Linked DNA regions of Gossypium hirsutum: region 1 is linked to region 2. The links are chromatin contacts, called in public Hi-C maps. All regions are on one chromosome and are shown on one strand. Each heading gives the region's core, a stretch centred on a gene start, on an enhancer-like site or on the middle of the called end of the contact. The rest is flanking DNA. Distances are from core to core; before and after follow the strand shown. Region 1 overlaps LOC107904332 (phytol kinase 1, chloroplastic). Region 2 holds the start of LOC107904335 (probable LRR receptor-like serine/threonine-protein kinase At3g47570).

Evidence for each region. A called contact is a pair of places that touch in the nucleus more often than the background predicts.
Region 1: a contact with region 2 is called in a Hi-C map of leaf, with 2.9 times the contacts expected there. The contact joins the enhancer-like site here to the promoter of LOC107904335 in region 2. A contact is called at or near these places in 3 of 34 Hi-C or Micro-C datasets (hypocotyl and leaf).

What each region holds. Positions count from the first base shown.
Region 1 is chrA05:36,772,506-36,778,551 of Gossypium_hirsutum_v2.1, forward strand. It overlaps LOC107904332 (phytol kinase 1, chloroplastic), which reads right to left. Exons shown (of 6, transcript XM_016830671.2): 5 at 4,721-4,835; 6 at 3,985-4,209. The coding sequence ends at 4,023. Among protein-coding and RNA genes, the nearest start is that of LOC107904332, 5.4 kb to the right of the region's middle. Within about 2 kb of position 2,411, at least 3 of the 9 cell types and tissues checked have an H3K27ac peak or open chromatin away from gene starts, as enhancers often do. A contact at or near this core is called in hypocotyl and leaf, where this site is marked.
Region 2 is chrA05:36,568,951-36,574,938 of Gossypium_hirsutum_v2.1, forward strand. LOC107904335 (probable LRR receptor-like serine/threonine-protein kinase At3g47570) reads left to right here and starts at 4,596. Exons shown (of 7, transcript XR_001686197.2): 1 at 4,596-5,494; 2 at 5,605-5,748.

The sequences.
Region 1 (6,046 bases), core at 1,161-3,660, 200 kb after region 2:
TTTATTTTAGAAAAAAATGTTTTAAATTAAAAAATTTGATACATGCATATCCAGTTGAGTACAGTACTAGCTTGCAACGGCACATGGCTTTTTTCCACTATTAGTGCACATGGATTTTCTTTTAATTTTGTTGGTTAATTTGAGGCTGAATTCAAAAGGTTAACATATTTTGTAGAATATAAAGTATTTAAGTTTCGTTTGTATTTTTAATTAATTTCAATATGATTTATGGATTACTTTATTAATTTATTTATAAAATTCAAAAGGTTAGCCTATTTTAGGTAAATAGTAACACATTTTTCGTAACTTGTCAACGTTAATAAAATACAACAGATAATATTTAAAATATATTCAAATTTCAGGTACATTGATTTATGTTTACATCGACCACGACGACTATCCAAGATAAAATTCTTGATGCAAGCACTTGTTTCGATTGTAACCAACTGTTCTGCATAGATCGTAACATTTTGGTTCACTCTTCTCCCTCAAATCCATGTGATTTTGAATCCTTTTTGCTTGCGACCAACCTTTGGACACTCTACATAGCCCTGGGTTATTATACAGACTAGAAGCACTGTGTGGGTTACTACCTGATGTCAATGTTACTCCATAATCACATGCTTCTACCCACCCATTTTTCATATCAAAGTCAAACTCATGTAGAGAAGATCGTTCACCCACAGACACTCTTAGAACCTCTATACACGGGTCATGAACTCCATATTGTTGATTTAATAGAGTGATAATTTGTAATGACTCAACATCCGCTAACTCAACGAACAACTCAATTGGTTCAACGTTACCATGTGAGTAATACAATGTGGTCATAGTCTCCACGTCATCATCCTTGTCACATCTCCTTATTTTGCATGGATTTGACTGAACTGGAAATTTGTAGAATAATCCGGACACCCTCCTCCCACAACGTTGAGTGATTTTTGCACCAATCTTTTGTTTGATTTCATCAAGTTTTACACTTTTGTTAAACTTCGTTCCTATTTGATGGCGCAATTCAAATATACTACCAACTTCTGTATAGCAAATTACCCCATCTAAATGGACATAAACAAAGAATTGATTATTCATCTCTTATACTAAACCTTTAATATATATTAAAAATAAAAAATATATATTAGTTGCTATTAAAACCATTCATACCATATTAAAGCAATAAAAAAATTGTATCCAACAAAATAATTTACATGTCATACTAGAAATTACTATCAATATATGGTGACATAATTATACATAATAGTAAAATAAAATGAAATTACATGAAAAAAAACTAACTAACATTACCGACTCAAACTTGATTTTTAAAATGAAAAACAAATATTCTCGATTTCAATCTTGATTTCTAATAGCTGTCGGGACCCAAGTTTGAGACTTTTTTCCACCACTTTAAACATAAAATTTCTCTCGTTTAACTTTAATAAGTCATTTTTTTCTCTCAGTTTGTTTCAGAACTAAAAAACAATAAGAGATTTGTATTTTTTTTTGGTAGGGAAGCAAGGTTTAAAATACTAAGTTGGTGTTGCCACCCTATTAAGCAGCACCACTACTGTTGATGTGACTGATCGATATACACCCTTACACATGCCAATCCGTGCCTTTAATGTGTCAGACGACACTAGTTAAAAAATAATATTTTTTTAGTATTTCTTCAGTATTTTAAGAAAATACTAATAATACGGTTTTTAATTTGCGGTCTCACCTAACAAAGTGGCGACATCACTTAATTTTTTTTCTCATCTGAAATGATTGGCTCATAATGAAGGTATTTTTTAAGTTGGTGTCGCTTGATACATTAACCACACCTAAGAATATTGTTTAAAATAAACTATTCTCATAAATAATTTGCAACTTACCTATTTTCGTAATTACATTTTATGTTATTAATGTAAAAAAACCTTTTTATTAGAAAAAAAAAGTTTTTTTTTTAAATTTTAAACCAATTGAATATTGACTTTAATAAATGATTGTTCCAACCGCTTTAGGACAATATTGGACTGACGGAAAAATGGGTCAAACGGGCGTAACTTGCAAAATGAAAGGTGAACTATGGGGCGCCAAAATGTGTGCTATGGATACTCTTCAATGCATAAGTTAATGATGGTTTGATGATTTTTTTTTTTTTGAAGGTAAGGAAGACAACGAGAGGGTAAAAATATGGGTCTTACCTTTAGTTGGAAATCCTTTCTCAGTAGCTGCGTTCTAAGTCTTAGACCAATGATTACATTTGAGCTTATCTTAATCCTTCATTAACACCATCTATTAGGTCCAGTGCCTGTTTTATGTTAGAGTCGAATTGCTTTATTTGTATTTGTTGAGGTTTTGGGCCATATGACCCATTTGGCTATCTTGGGTTTTTTCTTTTTGGTTAGCTAGTATATCAATATATTCTCTTTTAGGCCTAAGCCAAGTTATAAATTAACGTGGTGAGAACCTTCATATGAATCCAAGAAGTATAGTGTATTGGATCTGGATCTTCTAAACGTTAATTGTAACCACTAGCTATAAAGATCCCAAAAAGGATGATGGAGTGTGGTGAAAGGTTTGCTTATATTCTTTGAAGGATTAGATTATATCTCCGGAGGGATTGCGTTATATCCTCTGAACGATTGACTTATATTTGTGATATTGAGTTATATCCATTGAAGGAATGATATGTGTCCTCATGTTAGGGGATAAATTTCAAATATATAGTTTGGGTAATTTTTTCATGAACCTATTTGTTAACCTATCATCTTGACGTATAATTTATCAATAATTTTCAACAATTTCACTACAAAATCTTCTGATTACTACTACTCTCTATTTCTGCCAAGCATTTTATGAGGGTGAAAATTTTAATTTCTCTTATCTTTTATTTAGTTTTCCTACATTCTAATTCTCATGTTCCCATTGAACAACAAAAATTTTATTTTCCCACATAGATATTAATATTTTTATGCGTTGTTCTTAATAAAAAATATATATAATATACCTCTTTACTTAGTAGAGATATGAGTAACTATCTTAATGGTTCAAATAATACTTACACTCTTAATATGCAACGTTTTAATTAAACATAATTTATCCTAAGATATATACTACTTACTAAAAATCTAATTTTATTGTATAGTATCATACTGTTTAAATTTGAGAGAATATAAGATAAGGATATATAAATAAGAACCAAACTTAATGAAAAGGTCGAATAAATTGAATTGGTAAATAATATCATTCCCAAACCTCTTAATATAAGACCCAATCCCAAAAAAAATTAAAAGTTCAAACAAATCTATTATATGTAAAATAGGAGATAGATAAATCAAAATGATTTTCATGATCTTATTGACACAACTAGGAATTTTTTTTTTATGATATGTTTCTAATTGAATAAAATCTTAATCTATTAAGCTAGTTAATTTGGATATATTAGTATTTAACAGTTAGAATTGTTTACTACTTTTCAAAATACCATTTATTTAGGACAACAACTTATATTTAGATCTTATTATGGGTTGCACCATCCCTTTTAAAACTTTGTTCTTTTTTTGTATTTTCTCTTTTGCGTCTTACAAAGATCAGTTTTTATGACCGAAATAATATTACAATTATGTTTTTTTCGATTGCTTGTTTTTGCTTGTTTTTCTTTTTTGTGTTTCTTGCAAGGGCGGTGGAAGTCAACGGGACTGTTGCTGCCATCTTGGTGCAAGGGGGAAGGTTTCGAGCACCGCATCTGCTGACACGTCGAGGAGCGGCACGGCAAAGGGCTAGGGTAACTAGGGTTCTGCTGAAAGATTATGATTTCGGCCATTAGGCCTCTTTTTGTATTTGGGCTTGTAATAATTTTTAATTTTTTTGGTCCTCGAGCCTTGTAAATGGACTATTATTTTTTTTTTGTTTTATTATTGGACCCGAGTAAAACTGAGCTCTTACACTTAACATATCTAAACTTGAGTACGACAATCTTAGTTTGTGAAAAAGTAAAAGAAATAAAACGAATATAAAAGTATAGATTAGCCAGGAAGAAATTATTGACCAAAAGTTAAATAGGCAGCAAGCATGGAAGCGAGAGGAACAGAAATATTATCATCTATTAGCATGGTAATTGGAAGAGATTCAACCACAGTTGCCACTAGAGAAATTAAAGCAACCCTATGCATTGTATACCCCCAATCCAATTGTAAATAACCCAGAGCTGAGTAGTAGTACAGCATCCTACATTCATTCACCAACACAAACTTTTATTAGCATTAATATTTGGACAAAACTTTGGAATATATACCATATAATTTCTTATTCAATAAATAATATGATATAACAACTTGATTTAATGTAATTATATGCATTAAATTTTGATTTAATTTAGTTTTTACCTATAATTAACATATAAAATTATTTTATTCCCTAGTACCATAATCAAAACTGCAATTAACCTGACACTCATAGTCAATGCAACATTAGTTTAGAGATATAGTCTTTTAAATTCATGAAAAATTTGTAGTAAAATAAAATATACTTATATGTAACCAATTATTTTGTTTCGGAAATTGAGATAAAATTATAAAATTTTGTATTAAATGTTTTATCTTAAAAAGGTTGAAATTGAATTAATAAATTTAAAATAGCCATTATTTAACTAAGAGGCTAAAGGGCCTTAATTGAAATATTAATTTTTAAGAAAGAAGAAAATTGCAATATTAAATTGTAGGAAATTAATGGAACTCACCCAATAGAAATGATGAATCCTGAAACAAACATGGAAATGCTGCCAACCCAACTCTTACTTTGATTATAAGGAATCTTGGACGACCCATATTTTCTACCAATTATATCTGCAAAACCTGTCCACCACATTCCTTTCTATAAGTTTTTAATATTAAAATAAAATACCTTAATGGGTATCTTCTGTTCAATATTTATTTTTAATTTTTATAAATTATCTGAATCCAGAATATTAAATCTGTCAAATTCATATCGTACCCAAATAAATGCCTAAAGATGGCATTAATAATTTCACTCAATAACTGCAAATTGATGATGAAACTACTAATGCATCAAGGACAATGTTTTACCACACTCCTTTCTATAAGTTTTTCAATATTAAACTACTAATAATGAAATTACCTAGGGTTTTATATGGAAAACAGAAGTTTTTGCTAAAACAAATCATTTTATCTTTTCAATTTTTCTAACTAATTTTTAGTTTTTCTTTTACAAAATTACTTGATTTTTATAAAAAAAATATGTTTTTACAAGAAAAAACCATTTTATTTTTTCAATTTCCTTTATATATTTTCTCTTTTTAAAATCACTTTTTGTCTTAACAGAACAAACTTGAGTTGTATATGGAAAAATCATTTTATCTTTTTAATTTTCTTTACTTTTTAAAATTAATTTTAGTTTTTTTCAATAAAATGGAAAAGTCTCTACAATTGGATAACTTAATTACCTATAAAATTCAGTTTTTTTTTAAAAAGGGATAAATCTCAAAACTATATATGAACTATGGTTTAATGTGCAATTGTATACATGAACTTTAGTTTTGTGTAATTTTATATATGAAAATTTTGATTTAATCCAATTCTTATAAATTATTAACACAATTGTTCATATAACATCATTTTATGCTTATATATTGCATACATAAATAATTATATTTATCTAATATAAAAATAAATTGATGTATTTATTTCTTTAAATGTGTATGATTAAATCAAAATTAAAGTTTCAAGTATACATTTGAACCACAATCAGAGTTTCACATGTGTAATTGCACCAAATTAAAGTTCATTATGCAATTGCACATTAAATGAAAATTCAAAACCTACTAAAGTTGATTGACTAAAATGAATATAAATAACATAATTTAACTCCAAATTAATAGCCGATAACCAAAATAAAAACCGTTTTTAACGGTAGTGCTTAAAATACATTTTTTTTTTAAATTTTCAGTGCCCAAAATAAAAATTTATAAAAAATTAAACAATTTAGCCTTACTTTTTCTTTTATATCATATTATATTATATTTTATATTGTAGTATAATTATTGATT
Region 2 (5,988 bases), core at 3,346-5,845:
TACCATAGTAAGGCCATAGGAAGTTTAAAGAGAAGTATTGTATGAAACTGCATAGGAATCAGAGTTGTGCAGTGAAAGCATGGTGGTTGTTTTGAGAAGAGGAATAACAAATTTTGTGGTTATGCAATTGATGTGTTAACCAGAAAATTTTGAGGACGAAATTTCTTTAAGGAAAGGAGAACTGTAACACCCCGAAATATTAGGGGTTAATCGTAATGGATAGGAAAGAAATAAGCCTTAGACTTGAAGGTTAAGTAGCTAGTACACCTTTTAAAGCTCCTAAGTTCAAACCATTCCACTCCTTTTCTATTTCTTTTCTTTAACTTTCAACAAACTAAGGTAAAATCTATACCAAAATAATATTATTTGGACTGAAAATTTAACAAGAGTGGGTAGTAGCCCAATGGTTAAACATTATTCCTTTCCCCTTGTATGCTTGAGTTTAAACCACCTTATTCTCAAAATTGCCCTTTTATTTTTCTTTTAAATTTTCATTTAAATTTTGACCCAAAAATTTGGGAAAATTTCTCTTGCCATCCTAGGGTTCCCAAACCCTAGATATTTAATCCAACTTTCCCCAATTTAACTAGGATTATGTATTCTCTTCAAACCCAAATAGGATTTTCTTTCTTTTCTCTTCCTTCTCCTCTTTTACATCAAGTTTTCCATATTTTGTTGTTAAAATTATTTCTGCTTTCCATGTCAAATCAATTCTTGATAAAATTGATTCTCTACCTATTGTTAAATTTTTCGTTGATAGTCTTCATAATTCCATCAAGTTCGGTAAGTACATCTCGATCTAAAGTTTAGACCCCCAAAGCATTTCTATCCAATATTAATCTTTCAAATCAATTTGTCAATATTTCATAGTTCTTGATGAATCTTTCATTAAATACGTTAAATCTTGATAAATCATGGAAAACAAACGTTAACCCGTTTGAATTTTCGTTTGAAGGACCTGTTTTAGGTGCATCAGACTAGATTTGAAATCGAGAAACGTCGATCAAAATCCTGATGAAAAGTGTATGTTCTCTTACAAGCGAATTATGGCAAACCGTGTCTACAAATAGGGCCATACAGTTTACTAACAGCCCTTCACGCAATCATGTTCCTTGAAACCCTAAGCTAGTTTGTGAACCACACAGCCAATAACCCTCCACACGGCCAGCTACACGATCGTATCTCCCCTAGAGCTTAATTTTGCAAATGTCACACGGTCGTGTAACCCCTCCACTTAGCTTAGACCTTTCCACATGATCTTCCACACGGCCATGTGTCTTATGTTTTACAATTTTGCCCAGAATTTTATGATTTGTTTAGTTTACTCCCTAAATGGTTTCTGAATTATTTTTAGTGTTTAATTTTATTCAATTAAATCCATAATAGTATGAATAATGTTAGAATCCATGATGTAATTGGCTGAATTAATGTTATGTATATTTGCATGAATTGTTAATAATATATATATCTATTGTATCTGAATTTGTGATTGTACTTACAACCTACCTTAAGACTATCGTTAAACTAAACACTTAATAAGCATGACTTTTGCTATTGAAATGATTTGTTATAAGCATATTATTTGCTACTGTGTTGAACTGTTATAAGCATATTGATTGTTATTGTATTGTTCTGTTAAAAGCATAATTAAATGCTATCGTATTGATCCATTTTGAGCTTCCTATATTGCATTGCATGGGGTGGGACGATGTGTACGGAGGAAGATTGGCAGTTTATCTGCAAATTTGTTGTGCATCAACAACTAGAGGCAGATTCCATCTGCGGGTATTTGCTGTGTATCCACAACTAGAGGCAGATTCTATCTGTGGGTATTTGCTCTGTATCCACAACCAAAGGCAGATTCCATTTGCAGGTATTTGCTCTGTATCCACAACCAGAGGCAGATTCCATCTGCGGGTTAATTGTTGTGCATCCACAACCTATTGACAGCTCTTACTTGCAAACATGTTGTGCATTCACAGTTAATGGTAGTTTTTATCTGCATTATTTTGTTGTGTACCCACAGCCAGAGGCAAATTCCATCTTCCGGATTTTGTTGTGTGTCCACAACCATTGACATTATCTACAAACCATTGGTGGTTAAAACCACAACTCGGTGTGTAGTGGTGGGTTAGGATCTTTTCTTTTAAACTGAAAATTTATGACATTCATAAAGCATGTGCATACACATTGAATTTTTTACGATGACATATATATACGTATGTATAAATTATTGAATGACCTGATATTTCGATATACTGAAATTTGCTATTGTGAATTATTCTGTTTGATGTGATTTTGTATGCTAATCGGTTGCACAGATTTTTTTTGTGATGGAACTCAAATTGAGCTTCATAGCTCACTCCCGTTTAATTTTCCATTTTTGTAGATAACCCACTAGGTTAGAACTCAGACACGACATCCGAAAGGTCTCAGCTCGGTTTTACTTATTAAAATATTTTAAAATTATTATTTGGTATTTTTATTATTTAGAGACTATATTATTTTATTTTGAACTATGACATGAGACTTCGGATTTATTTTCTTTTAGCATGCATGACATTTAATTGATTTTTAGGACATTGAAATATGAATATTAATTAATAATGCATGAACTTCAATTTTTTTATTAAAGATCTAAACTATTATCACTTTTTCAGCTGCTAAGTTTAATTAATGATTTAAGTAATAAAAAAAATAATAATTTAACTAAATTTTAAAAAGAAAACTAGGCATAGTTACATAGTTAATCTAAATGGTTTTTTTTACTGTGAGCTTTTCTGAAAATAGATTAAGTTTTTATTTTAAAATAAATAAATATTTTAAATTGGTTGTTTTATAAATTTTGATCAATATAAAATCATCTCGGTGACTAATGTAATATTCTAAATTCGAGTATAACATCAAAGTCGAGTTTGAAAAGTTACAAGTATTATTTATGGTAGTAATAAAAATTTAAGTAAAAAAAAATAGGTTAAAAAATTCTTTAGTTCCTGCATTTGGAAATAAGGGGGCGGCGCAATTGGAAAATTGGGTCATACTTTTTCCATCAACGAGGAAAAAAAAACAATTTGTTAATGGAAAAAATTGTTGGTGGCGTTGCGTGGGATCTTTTTCGATTTCACCAATCGTGGTTTAGTCAAGTGGCTGGCCAAGAAACCTTTTGCATGCTAATTCCCAAAATCTTTTATTCTGTTCATCGATTTTATTTAAAGGGTTTTGTGTTATTATATAAAGGGACCAACTTTTATAGATTTTTTATTTTGGGAATGTGCTGTTATTAACAACCTCTTTTATTTCAGTTATCCAACTTTAATAAATTTTTATTTTGATCATCACTGTTAATTCAAATTTGCTGTACAATTATTTTAGTCACCTAATTTTAATAAATTTATATTTTAATTATTTATTTTTATTTTTAAAATTAATTTTATTTTTTTCCAAAAAGGATTTTTATTAAAAATTGAGTTATTCAATGATTTAGATGAAACTCACTTTTTCCCTATATCTTAATTCTCTGTAAAAGTTTAGGTTTTTCCCGGAAAAATTCAAGTTTTTTTACAAAAAAAAAGTTAAAAGTACTTCTAATAAAAGAAAAAAATAAAAGAAATAAAAAAGGTAAAATGACATTTTCCTATAAAAATTTAAGTAATTTTATGTAAAATCCATGTTTTCCGTTTTTTAAAATGATAAAATAGTTTTTTCTATAAAAACCCAAATTCTGTGTAAAATCACATGTTTTCGCTTATTGGAAAAACTAAAATTAATTTTAAAAAGGAAAAAAATTCAAAACATTAAATGATTTTTCCCTGTAAAATTCAAAAATTTTCTTAAGTAATTCGTTACAATTTTCCATTTTACAAGAAAAAAAAGCTAAAAATAATTCAAAAGAAAAAGAAATAAAAATGACAATTTGATAGATTTTGTAAATGTTGAGGATAAAATTTATTAAACTTTTTAGAATTAGAACTAAAATGATAAATTTTGTAAATATTGAAGGCTAAATTTGTTCATTTTTTTATATTTAGGATGAAACTGATAGGATGTGTAAAATTAGAAGGATAATTTTATTACTAGACCAATAAAAAAGCTCACATTAGTTTAGAGTGACTAAAATATTTAATTTTAAAAAATTTAGTTACTAAATCAAAAGAATTAATTGTTGAATGATCAAATAGAACGAAAGACTTAGTTGAGTGACTAATTTTTTAATTTATCCATAAAAAATAATTTTCAGAATAAATTTAATGTTTCACATCATCATTTAACAAATAAAATTCTAAAAAAAAAATTTAATTTACAAATTTCAAAAAATATAAAAATTAATTTACCTATTTTTTAAATAAAAAAACCAAAATACAAATCATTCCTAAATACATTACTCCCTTCAAACTTTTATCTAAAAATATTGCATAGCTTAAGTAGTTTTTTTCATATAAACCTTCTATGTGAATCGGTGTGCCATAATAAAGGGGGCGAAAGAGAAAGCCAAAGGAGTGATGGGCAAATTATGTGGTCCAAACTCAAAAGCTGCTAATTTGTTTGTTGCGAAGACCAAGGAGTTTCCGCTTGGAGTTTAATCCTCCTATTTAACCAATGCTTTAAACATGCTTTCTTAACGACCCCCTTCCACTTTCATCATTTCCCAAACCCATAAACATGTCCAATTTCCATTTTCTTTCATCGGCATTAATGTTCTTCCACTGTTTCATGGTCAGCTACGCCGTGACTACCAGAAACCTCACCACCGATCAATCTGTTCTTCTCGAATTTAAACACCAAATCAATGATCCTTATGGCATCCTAATCGACAACTGGACCACCAGCCACTCTTTCTGTAACTGGATCGGTGTCACTTGCGGTGCTAGGCATAACAGAATCGTAGCTTTGAATCTTCCCAACATGAATCTTACCGGAACTATCCCTCCAGAATTAGGGAACCTCTCGTTCTTAGCCTCTCTTAATTTGAGTGGCAATGGATTCCATGGCGATTTACCGGGAGAGTTGGGGCACCTGAGTCGTCTGAAACTCGTCGACTTAAGCTTCAATTTCTTTACCGGGAAAATCCCATCATCATTTGGAAGATTAAACCAGGTTTCAGACTTGGTTCTCAGCAATAACAATCTGACTGGAGCAATCCCTCACGAGATAAGTAATCTTTTGAATATGAGAACACTTGACTTGGTATCGAACAAGCTTTATGGGCCTATACCTTCTTCCATTTACAACATTTCTTCATTGCGAAAGATTTCTTTATCCTTGAATAGTTTATCTGGTAAAATCCCAGATGATATGTGCCACCATCTTCCCAATTTGGAGGCACTTTACTTGGGCACAAACGAGTTGTCAGGTCAGATTCCAGCAACTATAGATGAATGCAGGAATCTTCAAGGATTATTATTAGATTACAATCAGTTGAGTGGCAGCATTCCCAGGAGAATCGGAAATCTAACTGCACTTACAGAGCTATATTTGGGTGGAAATAATTTAGAAGGTAAGTTTTAAAGAAAAAAAGTGATGATATTTTAGAGTATAAAAAGAAATGAAATAATCCATAAAGTGAGATTGGAGGGTGTGGCAACTTGATTTATGTTATTTGAACAGGTGAGATCCCTTGGGAAATTGGAAATCTGTTGAATTTGGAGATATTTTTCGCTGTAGATATGAGGCTTACTGGACTCATTCCCACGAGCATCGGCAATTTAACCAAACTCAGGGAGATATATTTAGGTCCTAATTTTTTAGAAGGTATTTCTAATTAATTAACATTTATTTTTTATTTTATTATATTGCAAAAATAAAATAAACAAAAAAGAGAGAAATATATTTTATAAAATTAATAGAATGGCCTAAAAGAAAATAGCCTTAGTCACATATTCCCTTTCTTTGTTATGCTTTGTTTAATCATTGACGATTTAGAGCTTCTTGTGTTTATTTCTCATGAAAAAAGAATTTTGATATTTGAAGAGAAGAGATGTCTATGGGTAA